Regions from separate parts of the Sus scrofa genome. Here region 1 is linked to region 2. A link is a contact called in public Hi-C data. All regions are on one chromosome and are shown on one strand. Each heading gives the region's core, a stretch centred on a gene start, on an enhancer-like site or on the middle of the called end of the contact. The rest is flanking DNA. Distances are from core to core; before and after follow the strand shown.

The links. Hi-C and Micro-C count contacts between places; a contact is called where the count stands out from the background.
Region 1: a contact with region 2 is called in a Hi-C map of omental adipose tissue, with 2.4 times the contacts expected there. The contact joins two enhancer-like sites. A contact is called at or near these places in 2 of 5 promoter capture datasets (fetal liver and liver) and 7 of 47 Hi-C or Micro-C datasets (embryonic fibroblasts, liver, mesenteric adipose tissue and 4 more).

The regions. Positions count from the first base shown.
Region 1 is chr11:7,277,896-7,284,966 of Sscrofa11.1, reverse strand. It overlaps a transcript of HMGB1 not described here. Among named protein-coding and RNA genes, the nearest start is that of USPL1, 40 kb to the left of the region's middle. Within about 2 kb of position 4,091, at least 13 of the 83 cell types and tissues checked have an H3K27ac peak or open chromatin away from gene starts, as enhancers often do. A contact at or near this core is called in omental adipose tissue, where this site is marked.
Region 2 is chr11:6,938,316-6,946,125 of Sscrofa11.1, reverse strand. All of the region lies in intron 2 of LOC106505250 (a long non-coding RNA gene), which reads left to right. Among named protein-coding and RNA genes, the nearest start is that of KATNAL1, 120 kb to the left of the region's middle. Within about 2 kb of position 2,750, at least 31 of the 83 cell types and tissues checked have an H3K27ac peak or open chromatin away from gene starts, as enhancers often do. A contact at or near this core is called in omental adipose tissue, where this site is marked.

The DNA.
Region 1 (7,071 bases), core at 2,842-5,341, 340 kb before region 2:
CTTGTGTATCAGATTTGTATTCTTGGGTGAAAAAAGGAAACAGTCATAAAATCATCGCATTTTATTGCCTAATAATCAATGAGATGATTTTCCAGTCCCCTCATTCTACAACCAAGGAAGCTGAAGCCTTGCAAAGCCTAGAGATTTGTCTCTTTCGTGATACAGAAGGAGTGAGAATTTAGGTCTCCCAAGCCTCTTGACTTCAATCCAGTACAATATGTTAAATTGAATCCATTTGTGGGGTTTGAAAATTGGGTTTAAGTTGTAAAAAATTACACTAACTAAAAATGGAGAAAGAAGCATCAGAATTGTATCACTGGATGTATTTGGAGAAAGGAAGAAGTAGTATATAAAATGTTTAAAACTTTTTTTTGGGGGGGGAATTCCTGTTGTGGCACAGCGGAAACGAACCTGACTAGTAACCATGAGGTTTCGGGTTCAATCCCTGGCTTCGCTCGGTGAGTTAAGGATCTGACGTTGCCGTGAGCTGTTGTGTAGGTCGAAGACATGGCTCAGGTCCTGCGTGGCTGTGGCTGTGGCTGTGGTGTAGGCTGGCAGCTACAGCTCCGTTTGGACTCCTAGCCTGGTAACCTCCATATGCTACGTGTGTGGCCCTAAAAAGACAAAAAATAGAAAGATGTTCAGGATATGAACTCCTAAAACTTTAAGAGGAGAGACTAATTGTGTTGGTCTTGAATAACGATAAGAAAATTGACTAGGGCTTAGAGGCAGGGATTCTGTTTTCACTCTCTTTAAAGTGGAAATGGCACATTGCCAGGTCATCTCTTAGGCCCTGGGCACACATTTATAAATGTGACTCCTTTTTATATTTTTTTCTATCATTGATTAACTCCGTAGTAGGAATTTATCAATACCATATTAGCAAATTAATGTTAAGTCAATGTCTTATAGGCTTCAAACTGTCAGACCTCATTACTTTTTGGAAAAGTGGCTTGCTTGCTCTTCTGCAGGATTTCACCGTTGCCTTCATCTTCATGGACTCCCCTAGGTGAAGGTTTCTGTCATCTACAGAGTGACCATTTGTCTTACAGTTCAATTCATGAAGTGCATATTGAGTATCCACTATAAATAAAGCTTTCTGCTAAGCACTTCAGCATCGTAGGCTATATTGATAAACTGGATCCAGTCCCTCATAAGACACGTATGTAGAGTCTGTTGCAAGTACCAACAATGTCATATGAACCTTTAGACTCACAAATATTTTAATGGTGTCATTTTGGTCAGTAAAGCCAGTGTGTCCTCATCAGTGCTTACCATTGAAAATGTGTGAGCTGCCTTTGGTTTGAATGAATCGCTTTCAAAATTTTACAAACAAAACTAAAGCAAGTTTAACTACTATCTTGGCTTGTATATTAATTGCTTTCTTATTTTTTACCAGCAAAGCATGCATGAATTTGACTTAGTAACACAACTGAAATTATATAAACTAACATTCAAAATAATAAATATATGCACACCATAAAGATACTCTTGCTCTGTATTTATACTTTTGGTAGATTTTAATATATCCACTAAGGTAGAGTTATACAGAAGATAACCGATTCACCAATAGGCACAGCTTTGGTTGGAGGCCATTAGAATTTTTATATGGTATATACGTATTACAAAGGGTACATTATATGGAAAATAAACTGAGCTGGCTATATGCAAGCATTATGTAAAAAGACTAGGTAACCTACAGTTTGCATCATAAAAATAATGTTTGCTATAGTAAGTTTCTGCATCAGGAGAGCCCTCACCAAAACTGTGAAATAGGCAAAGCAGAGTAGCTTCAGAGGGATCCGAATCTTGGCATAACCCATAGTATGTGTTATTCTGAATATGAAATCTTGCCACTGGAGGCATTTAATGAAAAGTTTGATCCACAGTGCTGCTCTAGTCAAGACTCTGAGTAGAATGGGGAGCTTATATTTGTCTTAATATTCCCATCCTAGCATAGTTTGTGGAAATAATATTCAATAAATGTTAAATGAATGCATTCTGTTCACTAAATAAAACATTCAAAAGAAATTTTGACTGAGGATTATATTAACATTGTGCTGTTATCATAAGGATTCATCTAGCAGTTGTTTATTGAGCATCATCTATGTGTAGACACTCACAGTGTAGACATTAGAATACAAAAAAAAAAAAAAATGGGCCTACAAGCGGTGAGATTGGGGAAGAATAGATGGAAGAGGGAAAAGAAAAACTTGTAAACAGCTATGATAGAGACAGTTGGGGCTACAGGAGAAATATGAAGGAGTTCCCGTTGTGGCTCAGTGGTTGACGAATCTGACTAGGAACCATGAGGTTGCGGGTTCGATCCCTGGCCTCGCTCAGTGGGTTGAGGATCTGGCGTTGCCATGACTCGTGGTGTGGGTCGCAGACAAGGCTCGGATCCCACGTTGTTGTGGCTCTGGCATAGGCCGGTGGCTACAGCTCCGACTGGACCCCTAGCCTTGGAACCTCCAGGTGCGGCCCTAGAAAAAGACAAAAAAAAAAAAAAAAAAAAAAAAAAAAAAAAAGAGAGAGAAAAAAATATGAAGACAAATAACTATAAAATGGCCCTGCAATCATAGAAATATCTACAAACAAAATATAGTTCTGGTGTTATCAAAATACAAAGTGCTGTGTCATCCCAGAAGAGAAATTAATTCCATTTGGAGGTATTGGCAAAGTTTCATAGAGGAAGCGACTTGTGAGTTGAACTTTGAAGAAAATCCCACTGGCATCTTGGGCCTCTCAAATCCACTATGTCCATTGGTATAATTCATTAATTTCCCCTTGTCCCCATCTGTCCTAGACCCTCCTGTCTGACAGTCTTAAACATGATTACTGATTCACCCATTCACCCTTGTTTCCTTCCTAATGGAAAATGCTAGAATCACTCAATTCCTTTTCTTTCCCCTCCAGTATTAATTTGGTCACTGTAGTTGCATGAAGTTTTGAATAGTCGAGTTTTGGGTTTTTTTGACAATTGACCTACTTTTGTGCATAATCAGAAGCTCAGCAAACATACTTGTATTTGAACATGTCAATCTTCTAATTACATATTTTAATTTTTGTTGAATTATATGCAAAAATGTCATATTTTGAAACAATTCACTTAATTTTTTTCCACATTGAAAAAATACAATTCTGATATCTAAATAATGTACAGAAAATCATAAAGAATTTGCTATTCTAGGGAAGCTATCCTGGTAAGCATTTATGACAGCATTTTTATTTTAAATAATGGTATTCTTCTAAGAATATATTTCTTGGGAGTTCCCTTCATGGTGCAGCAGAAGCGAATCTGACTAGTATCCATAAGGATGTGGGTTCGATTCCTGGCCTCGCTCAGTGGGTTAAGGATCCAGCATTGCCACGAGCTGTGGTGTAGGTTGCAGATGCGGCTCAGATCCCATGTGGCTGTGGCTGTGACATAGGCTAGCAGCTGTAACTACAGTTCAACCCCTAGCCTGGGAATCTCCATATGCTGCGAGGGTGGCACTAAAAAGCAAATATATATATATATATATATAATATATATGTGTATGTACATATATATATACACACTCATACATATATATATATAAAATATATTTCTTTTCATTTGTCCCTATCTCTACAGTAGCATAAAATTTTAGCACCACTCTAGAATTTCTACGCAGTAATACATTTCTGCTGCCATTTGGAGGAGCCTGCATCACAGAATAATGAGTTGAGTCTGACTTGCAAAGATGCTTTCATTTGAAATTCAGACCCCCCAGAAGAATTCTTAGTCAAATTCCATAATTAATGAATTGTGTCTTCTAGATTTCTCTAGTACTAAATTTTATGGAAAGTACAACTTTAACTATTTTGTAGAAATTCTAATGATGTTCTTACACCATTGAAACAATAAATACCCTGAAAACTGAAAGTGAAACTGTCAGACCTTGGCATCTGTAGTTAACAACTACTTAGAGTTTTGTTGATAGATATCTAGGTAATTATGAGATTAAACCACAAGTGTGGGAGGCCTCTGTGCTTTTCTAATGAAGCCGTTTTATGTTTTGACAAAATCCATGACACGTAGTCCCCGTCTCTTTCAATCCAAAATTTTAATAATGTGTATGAATACTTACTCTCTAGAATGGTCTTAAGAGTTAGGGAAACCAGAAGTTTATGAAAATTTCATTCTCTTTCTCTTTAAACCTTATGCCAGAGTTACTAAGAATTAGTAAAGTTATTTGATATGAGAGTTTCTCTTCTGATATCTTGCTCTGGCGAAATACTAGAAAAATGTCTTGAGAAATAAAAGGCAGATTTGCAAATTAAAGGAAATTTCAGTTAACAGAGTTGCATTAATATAATCTTAGGGCTCAGCAGAAACAAATCCGACTAGGAACCTTGAAGTTGCGAGTTCAATCCCTGGCCTCAGTAGGTTGAGGATCTGGAGTTGGCGTGAGCTGTGGTGTAGGTCGCCGATGCGGACTGGATCTGGCATTGTTTGCTGTGGCTGTGGTGTAGGCCAGCAGCAACAGCTCCACTTAGACCCCTAGCCTGGGAACCTCCGTGTGCCACTGGTGCGGCCCTAAAAACACAGAAGATAAAATAACAATCATCATCATCATCATCATGATTGCGAAGTCTTGAATTCTAAATTTGCCTTTGCTAGTATCATGTTACTTCTATATTTTACTTAGCTTGAAAAATCTAAACTTGTCAATAGCCCCGTTTCTATCAATAAGATGGAGAATTTGCCTTCAAAATTAAGTCCTTATGCCATTACAGAATGTAACTGGACAGTCTCTAAAGGCCAGGATGAATACTTTATCCATGATACGTCCGTGCAGTCTGTTGCTGACATGTTTGAGGAAAGAAAGGAACCTCCTACCTGAAGTATGTGTCAGCACCACTTACCCCTAATACTCACGACAGCCCTGCAGTTGTTTCATACTCAGTGACATCACATTCATCCTTTAACTCAAAGTCAGATCTTCAAAGTCATGCTTAACTAAGCCCGACTGCCGAACTAAGCCCGAAGCTATTTTATTTCCTCCCAAGTAATACCTGCTGTCCAGATACATACCAATACAGAGACAGTCTCAGGTGTAGTCTCATGGTCTGTACAGCTAGACTTATACGATACTCTGAATGGACTGAGAGCCATCAAAGCTGTTTCCTGTTAAATTATTTTAAATATATATATATATATAAAATTCACTAAAATGGGTGGAATGTGAATATTAACTACTATTACTATAATATAAAAATTTATAAAGTGAAACTTGTAAAAATATAATACTCAATATATTAATTGTTCTTAACTAATCTTAGACTGTTTTCATTCTCTGCTTAGACAATCCTAATTTTCTGCAGACTTGAATAGATTTAAATGTTTTTCATTAACTTGTTTGTGGCTTCTGAACCACAAGACTCTGCCATCTATTGAAGGTGGATTTTCATTCTTGAGCTTAATTATCTTTAAAAGAACTTAGTCATTTTTCGCTAATCCTGGAAGGATGCTTTCCTGCCATAATCAAAAAGTAAAGCAATATAAAGATAAAATGTCTATATATGTCCAAAATGTCCTTATCACCATGTATTTCTAGTCAGAATAAGATTTTTCTACCACCTTCCAGCTCTTCTTGCTCTTTTACATTTGACTGTATAAAACCATAATTTATAATGAATACACACATTCATGAGATTGACTTTTGAACAAGACTATTTTTAAAAAGGACCTATGATACTATTTTTTGAGAATTAATTTATGTGAAAAATCTTACGAGGATATGAAAGTAAAAATTGCCTTTATTTAAGGAGACGGAATGGCATGAAATCAGAACTCCTCTAGAAAATATGGACTATGTAATCATCTCCGTGGAACATGGGCCTTACCTCTTTGAAGTGTCTTGGTAGAGTACCCAGCACAGGCACACAAAAAGGTGGGCCTTACACAGGAAGCTTCTAGTAATCAGGGAATGAACGTCCTTTGATATTAAGTAACTAAAACTGCTTTTATTCTCATTGTGCCTAAAAGTGTAGGAAGCAGAGCCTCTTAACATAGTGAGTGGACCAGAAAGCTACACACAAAATCAGAAGTGTACCAGGGAAAAGATCAAGATTCACAGAGGCCCAGTTACACGAAGGGTATGTAAGCAGAACCCCATGCATCATTGTGTGAATGCAGATTGATTAAGTACATACTGAAGTTGCTTTGTGAAAATCAAGTGATGGTAAAGAAGACGCAGAAGCTCAAAATGAGAATGCTGCCTTAGACTAAGAGTAAAACGAGAAGCCCAGAGAGGCACTGAAGCAGCCTTGCAGCACTTGAAAGTTTTCACTGACATCTAGAAATTCACAAGTGTTTTTTTTTTAAAGAATGAGAATTGAATCATTTATTGCTTGCTTTATTAGTGTACTTGTTTAAGCAGAAGGGTTGTTTCTATGCAATGCCTCAGACTTCTTTTTTACTCCTACTCTTTTCTGCTTGTGAGTCATCGAGACCAGAGCACTTTCCTTCACACACAAAGAAAATGCTGTTGACCCATTGTCTTGGTCCGCTCAGGCTGCTGTGATAAATTACCATCTTGGGTGGCTTAAACAACAAACATTTATTTCGCACAGTTCTGGTAGCTGGAAGTCTGAGGTCAGGATGCCAGCAGAGTCGGGTTCAGTGAGGGCCTTCTTCCTGGTTTATAAACCCCTGTCTTGCTGTATCCTCACGCGGCAGGGAGAGAGCTCTTCCCTCCATGTCTTGCTTATAAGGTCACTAACTCCACTCATGAAGGCTCCACCGCAGTGACCCTGTTACCTCCCAAAGGCCCCACCTCCAAGTCTCACACTGGGGATTGGGGCTTCGACATGTAGATTTAGGGGAGGAGGGAGACAAACACTCCTCATGAGGGGATGGACTGGATTTAGAACCATCTGTGCTGCCTTATCCATATTCCTTCTAATTAAGTCCATGCTTTTATAAACCTCTTGGCAGGTCGTTAGAAAACTATGGATGGCTACAGACTCTGCTTAGACCATCTGAGCTTCTCTAGACTTGAGCAAGGATCAGCAAACATGCAGAGGAGACATGCATGACCTTTG
Region 2 (7,810 bases), core at 1,501-4,000:
GGCCCCCGGAAGCAGGGCAGCATCTTACTCGCTGTCCAGCTCCACGGCCCTCACTGAGCTTGACTTTGTAAATATTTGATTGTTTGCTACGTTGGGTGGGGTGGGGGGTAATGCAAAATTCAATCCTTTGGCTTTGAAGGGCCCAGGACTGCCCAGCCCAGGTGCTGGGCAGCCAGTGTGGCCTCCTTGTTTGTCTGGGTCAGAACAGGGAAAATGGATTTCTGTGGGTGCTGGTGTAGGGGTGGGGTTGCCTCCACTGAGAGGGACAGACTGGGAACTTGAGCAAAGGCCTGGTTCTCCCGAGGCTGTGTTCTCAGGCTGCTGCAGAGGTCAGGGGTGCCCAGATCTGAGCGGGGGCCGGAGCACGTGGCTGCAGGCTAGAGAGCCTGTGTGCTAGAGCCGCAGACCCAGGTTCAAGTATAACCTCTCTCTCTCTTTTGCTCTTTTTGGGGCCGTACCCGGGGCATGTGGAGGTTCCCAGGCTAGGGGTCGAATCGGAGCTGCATCTGCAGCCTACACCACAGCTCACGGCAACGCTGGCTCCTTAACCCACTGAGCGAGGCCAGGGAGCGAACCCACATCCTCATGGATACTAGTTGGGTTTGTAACTGGCTGAGCCCCAACAGGAACTTCCACCTCTGTCTCTTCTTATTATCTGTGAGATGCTGGGCACATTGCTCACTAAAATCTCTAAGCCTCAGTTACCCCACCTAAAAAATGAGGATAACAGTATTTAGCCACGTCTCAGGGTCATGGAAAGAGAAGATGAGAGGGGACGTGTGACGTGCTTGGTGCGGGGTGCTGTACAGGCTCAAGTTAGTGTCACCTGGCTTCGTTGCCACTTCCCTAAGGGAGGGCCCCCGGCAGAGCAGGCGGCACAGTGCAGCCAGCCTGTTCCAGGCTCACCGTCTCTCCAATCAGGTCAGTTCTTCCATCGCCCAGCCCATGGCTTTTTAAACACATTAACTATTTTTCAGTTAAGTTTCAGGTCTGTCCCCACCTGGGGGTCTTTGCTGGTTGCTGGTCCCTTGGCCGGGAAGGACCTGTCCCAGACAGTAAATAGCTGATCCCTCTTGAGTGAGGTCGTGAACCATAAATGCAGGTGCAGCGCTACAGGCGCAAGGCCGAGCCGCACCACCCCACCCGGGCTGCCCCGGCCCCCGTGTTGTCCCTCGCCTGTCGGCACAGCATTTCTGGGTTTCTCCCCCTCATTCACTCCCACTCACTCATTACTGCCGTGCTTCTAGAACAGGAGTTCATCAGAGGAAGGGCTTGGCTAGCGCGCTGCTGCTCCCAGCGTGGAATGGATGCTCAGTTCTGCCTCTGCGGGAACACGCTGTCCAGGGCCTTCTTCTCCAGGGAGCCAAACCGTGTCTCAGGGATGGCGGGTGTCTTCGTCCAGGAGCCACTTTCAGGCTTGAGGACCCTGCGGATGAGGCCACTGTTTCTGCTTGGCCGGGCGCGCATTCGTTTTCACTGAACCGTGGCTTCCCAGCTGAAGCGGTCAAGCCTAGCGGTTCAGACCACGGCGGGAAGACACTTAAATCCGGGTTTAAATGCAGCTTCTGCAACGTGCCAGCCGTGCACATCTTGGGAAGGTATTTAACCTCGTAAAGCCTTCGTTTCTTAGGCTGTAAAGTGGGGAATCATACCGAGTTGTGGCGATTCAATAAAATGATACCAGTAAAGCACAAAGCACAGGAGGTGGCACCTAGAAATGCTGCGGAAACTCTTCCTATTTCAGTAAGATCTGAAGGGGAGGGGGGGAGGCAGTGACTGGTTTCCTGGGGCGGTCACTGAAGTATCTGTGATCACTATTTTAAAATAGCCTTACCGTGTGACCTTTGACCTTTAGCCCTCTCTGCTGCTGCTGAGGTTCCCCGGGGGAACCTGAGGTGCTGCAGAAGCCCTACCCCCAGGGTCATTCGCTGCGGCTTCTGCAAGATAAACAGAAACCACAATCGAGTCTGCTGCTCTTTACAGAAGCTAGTTTTAGAGTCCTGGCTTCATAATAACCCTGGTACCACTTCCTCTTTTGCCCCCACTCTTCCTTTGGTGGTTTAGTTACAAAAGGACAAGTCAACCTAAGACACTATATAAGTCATCCACCAGCGATGGAATCGGGTGGTGAGATCTGAAGCTGAGAAAAGGTCTGAGTCCAGCTGCATCCCTTGCTGCTGAGGAAGTTAATGGACCTCTTTGGTTTCCAGAAGTCCCAGGGATCCCGGGACATTCAGGACACAGACGCCGCCGCCCCCCCCCACACCAACCAGAGAGCCCCCTCTGGCTGGGCTGTGGCCTGGACTGGGGACAGTCACACATACCATGCCCATCAGCTTCAGGAGTGGATGGCAAACACCGCCGAGTGGAAAGTAACTACAGGACAGAAGGACAGAGGAGGGAAGGGAACCCAGGAAGCCGCACCCACTGCTCTATTAAAAAGGCTCTGGTGGCAGCGAGGACTTGAGGGGGACAGTCAGGGAAAAGCAGAAATCCAGGGGAAGGGATGGGAGGGGAGACTGGTGGGGGTGGGGCTGGGAGGAGAGGTCACAGGGGTCCCGCCCTAGCCTGGCTCACCCAAGGAGGGGCAGGGGACTCGATTCCCCCCCCACACAAGGCTCTCTGATCAGCCTCTGGGCAACTCTTGCTCGTCCTTGGACCTCGGACCCCCTCCCAAACACCGATCTCCCTCGATCAGGGCGGGTCTGGACCCTCCTTGCGGTCCTCACACCGAGCCCCACCTCCAAACCTCAGTCTGCCCTGAGCTTGATTCAGCCAGAGCCGGATGATGAAGGTGCGTGTGTGCTGATGACCTTGACAAGCCGTTTGTTTCTTCACCAGCCTTTTCTTGCCTTTTCAACAGAGGCAAAGGCTAAGAGATGTGTTTGCAGTTGGTGGTGGTACGATCTCTGCTTAGCCAAGCTCTTTTAAATCTGCTTCCTCCGGAAAACAGCAGCTCCAGGTGCCGAGCTCTCTGCCTTAAACGAGGAGAAGCCGCCCTCTGCTGGTCACACGTGGTAATGCCACACACTGCCTTGGAGAAACAGGAGCTGCCGCCCTCGACTCCCCCAGAGAAAGTGGGCAATCCTTGAAATGTTAAAAGCTGCGGTTTTCCCTCTCCCCTTTTCTCCTTTATTCATTTTCTTCCCTAGTGCCGGTCCTCTCCCATGCCTGCCGAAATTCCAACTGTGGACGCTGAATGTCTCTTGAAAGCTTACTCTATGTGTTGGATAAAATTTCATCTCAGAAGACAAGAAAAAGGTTAACAATTATAGGAGAGGAGACAGAAAATAATTACCAAATTCTCAGAACTCAGACGCAGCACCAGGGTTCCATAGGTTTAGAACTGATCATTTATTTCAATGTAACATAGAAATAATTATCCCTGGAGGGGGCCCGTCTCCTCTTTAACACACAAGTGAATGAATTTATTAATCACTGATATTTAACAGGAAGGCGTGAGCATTGCTATTTGTGGCTGGATTTGGTTAAACTTGAGTCTTCTGGTAAAACTTGGCTTTTGGTCTGGGCCTGCGTGGCTGGCATGGCCTGACGGCTCCCATGCCTCTGACAACCTTGACTTATTCCTCATGCCCAGGTCCAGAGCTCGGATCAAGGCTGTTAATGTCTGGTTTTATCCCGATCATGTTAAATAATTTAAACTATAAAAGATACCCAGGGCTTCCCATTGTAGCTCAGCAGGTTAAGAACCCAGCTATATCCATGTGGATGCAGGTTCGATCCCTGGACTTGCTCAGCGGCTTGGGGATTCGGCGTTGCCACAAGCTGCAGTGTAGGTCACAGATGCAGCTTGGATCTGGCATTACTGTGGCTGTGGTGTGGGTCGGCAGCTGTAGCTTTGATTCAACCTCTAGCCTGGGAATTTCCATGTGCCCACAGACCTCAAAAACAACAACAAAAACTCCTTAAAGATGGGCAGGCCCCCTTAGGGCTCCCAGACTCAAACACAGAAGGTGGTCTGTTTGTAAAAGAGACATGAATTTTTGGAGGGTTGGACTAATTTAGTCTTTAAAGTCCTTCTAAGCTGAGCAGCTATAATGAAAGGCAGCAAGAGATCGGGTTCCTTTTAATTTGCCGTGTGCCTTTGGCCAAATCGTCACATCTCCAGGCCCTTCACTGTAACAGGAAGGGGTTGATGTGACTGATTTCCCAGTCCCTCCCAGCTCACAAGTCTCATGATGATGTGTAAGTGTCTAGAAAAAAAAAAAAAAAAAAGAGTCAACGAAGAATCCTATTTTTCTCCCTGAGTTTTTTGATTAAAAAATTGGAGACCCCTGACTCATTAATGTTTAGAATAATCAATAAAACAATTCAGCAGTTATTTACATCCGTAGCCTTGAGGCTACTCAGATTATTTTTGAAAACAGAAGATGAGGATTTTTAAAATGTGTCAGAGCCTGACAAGTTCCTGAGCTCAGAGAACACTGTGCACTACACAGCCCACAGATTCAAGGTCAAGAGGCACGTCTCTGTGCTTTCAGAAGCTGCTTGGATTGTTCTGTCATGGCCTCACGTGGGTTATCCTTACCAAACCTGTTACAGTGACTCACATCCAGCCGGCACCTGCATCCATCCCACTGTCCTCCAAGCCGCGTGCACAGAGAACACACCAGCCTCCTGCTAGAACCAGAGGTGACAGAAGGGCAACAGCGAGCTGCTAGAAGTTCTGCACACAGGACACCCTCCCCCGCAACCCCGCAACACGGAGCTTGGGGCAAAATAACCCTCCAAAGCCCTTGGTACCCAGTGTTCGTTTATGGAAGGAGAAACACCTTTCTCTGCAGGACCAAGTTACTGCCCCGCTGCAAAGTGGACAGGAAGTAGGGATGCGTGTTTCTGGCGTGTGTGTCCCCACCAGGCACAGCAGGTACCTGCACAGGAGCGAATGGAGAAGCAGGCGAGTTTCCTGCTTAGGGAGATGAGTGGCAGGAGACCTGCGGATGCTGGCCGAGCCGCTGGGGGCCCTGAGCAGGGTCATGTAACCACTCAGCTCTTGAATAGCAGCCACAAGGACTCCGACTCTCTAGGCTCATTGCAAGAATTCGGTAACACAGGTAGATAACAGCACAGTGGCTGGCTCGTTCTAAACGCTCACTAAATATTGGCTGGTATTTTATGGGATCCAGTCATCACGAAGTCCCTGTGAGATTGGCAACAGCAGCCCTATTTATAGAGAAAGAAACGGGGGGGGGGGGTTTCAGAGGAGCCAGAACCCAGGTCTTCTCAGAGTCACCCTCTGCCTGCAGCAGAGGAAGCACCCCCAGTGCCCAGAGGGGCTCAACCTCAACCTCTAGGTATTTTCACTTGCCTTCAGGGCTTGTGGCTTCTTTGTTCTCTTTCTCAGGCAAGAGTCAAGCAGCCCCTACCCTCGCCCTTGGGCCACCTCCTCCCCAAGGCCCGATCTGGTTGTCCCAGGTGTGAAATGCACTCAGCCTCAAAAACTGCAGAGAAGAGAACCAGGGTCCAGAGGAGGGGGTGGGGCCGCAGCTCAGAGCCCCCGTGGGGGCAGAGCTGGGACCACAGCGCCCCCGTCCAGGGCCTTCCCATCACAGCCCCGCGTTCGCAGAGGCCGCGCTCTTCCTTCCACCTGTGACCTCTCCTTTTAAACACCATCCCTGTCTCTAGCCCGGAAAAGTGCATTGTTGTTTTTAAAAACCTGACCTCATACTGTTCATCCCTTCATTGGCTACTTACTCAGCCCTGGACCCGTGTCAGGTTCTGTTCTAGGCTCCTGGGAGCCGGTGGGTACCAAGGGGTCTGTGCACATATGGAGCCCTCCTCCTGGGGCAGAGGGAGGCAGGCAGTACCAGGTAAAACGGAGACGTGGACACATCAGAGATGTGTGAGAGGTTCCACGCACATCACTGAAGAGCATGGCGAGGGGACCGATGGCGCTCTGGGCAGTGGGCAGGGGCATGTCTCTGAAGCGGGATGTTTGACCTGAGACCCAGATCCCGGAAGGTGCCGCACCCACGGGTAATAACCGCTGTTGCTTTTTGGTGACGGTCCTTTCAGACAGCTCTCTTGCACGTACACTGTACATGCTTTTACATGAAGGCCACAACCCTGAGTGTCAGGGGACATAGCTCTTACAGGGAGAGTCCCCTGCAGGGACATCCTGGTAGAGCCTCTGGCAGAGCCTCTGGCTGCGCCTGGACCCGCTCTGCTGGGTCAGCGCTTTCGCTCTCCCAGGGATCAAACCTCACCCCTGGGTCTGCGTTATCACTTTTCCTGTTTATCAGTACTGTGCTTAATGGCCATTGATTATTATGTGAATGTCCCATCATTTCTTTAATGAGGCCCCTACTGCTACGGTATTTAGGTTGGTCTCTATGACCTAATAATGCTGAGCTACAGCTGTACATTTACAAACCTATGTTTGTGTGTCCAGGTGATTCTCTAAACGTGTCTAATTCCTCTCTCGTTCACTGTCCCTCTAGACGTCTGAAGAGGGCTCTTATCTTCCCCCAGAGGCTTGTATTTATATTGCTTTCCGTGCTTTTATAATGGTAAAATAGTGGTAAAAGTAAGCTACAGCGTAATGATACCGTGTTGCGTTCCTTCTCTGGGCCGAGGCTCTGGAACACTTCGTGTGTCGAATTCTTCCCTCCGAATTAGCGCTCTTCTCTCAAGTTCATTGCTAAGAATGTCTGAGCACGGAGGAGTCAAGTAGGCTGCCCAAGGTCACAGAGCTAGCAAGCGAAGGCTCCAGGACACAAACTCCCGAAGCCTGGCTTCCAGTCGTCACTCTCCGAGGGGTGGGGGATGGAGCCCGCCGAAGCCCCCAGGCAAGTCTCCGAGGTCAAGGCTGTGACCCCTCGGTGGCTGGCAGCAGCAGGCACAGTGGGTGGGTACGCGTTGGCAAGAGGGCCTGGGAGGGGCACGCGGGCGGCGGGTAGAGTCACACTGCATCTCCCCTGGGCCTGTAGTTAGAAGCATCCCGAGCGAGGGCTGTGATTGGCCCAGCCTGGGTCCCACCCCTGTATCAGGGGGGCGGGGGGGGGCGCAAAGTAGAGAAACACAGAATCCTAGCCCCTCCCAGAGCAGAGCTGGTCCGTGATGAGGCCTGAACATCCCTTGGATTCCTGGGTGGTTCTGATGGTTCGCAGGTTTGATCTACTCCTTCAGCTACCGCTACATAGCAAGACAACCTGAGAACACTTGGTCGTTCCATGCATTTAAAAGAACGTGTGTGTGTGCGTGTGTGTGTGCGTGTGTGCGTGTGTGGTGACATCAATCTTATCGAGCCCATGAAGGGCTCTTCGTGGTCCCCTCTCCTCACTGAATCTCAGAAGTCATCTGTGTGACACTCGGGTCCAGAACCGCACTAGGAATTGATGTGACGCCTAAGAGCTCTTTCCCCTTTGTTCTCAGAAGCAGGGCGTGGGGTGACCGCAGTCCTCAGGGGACAGGACCCTGTATCCTGGGCTCCCGCGCGGCCTCATCTCACTCCTCGGTGCGTCCAGGCCTCATTCATGCCTCTGCGTCGGGCGGGGGTTGCGTTTCCCACTTCCTTCCCCGCCCCACCGGGCGGCCCTTCTAAGGGACGGAGGGCGGGTCCCTTGGCACCGCCTTGTCCGCCTGTGCTGTTCCACAGGCACCTGCTGCTGGCCGCGCGCACCTCCGGCAGCCCTCGGCGCGTCTCCGGTCCGGGACGCACGCACTATTGCGCTGTTCATCGACGCTGTTCCTTCTGACTCTGGCGGAGGGATTCAGAGAGCGAGCGCCTCCTCCTCGGTCCCCGCCGCCCCCGCCCCCCGTAGAGGGACCCCCCCACACACACTGTCAC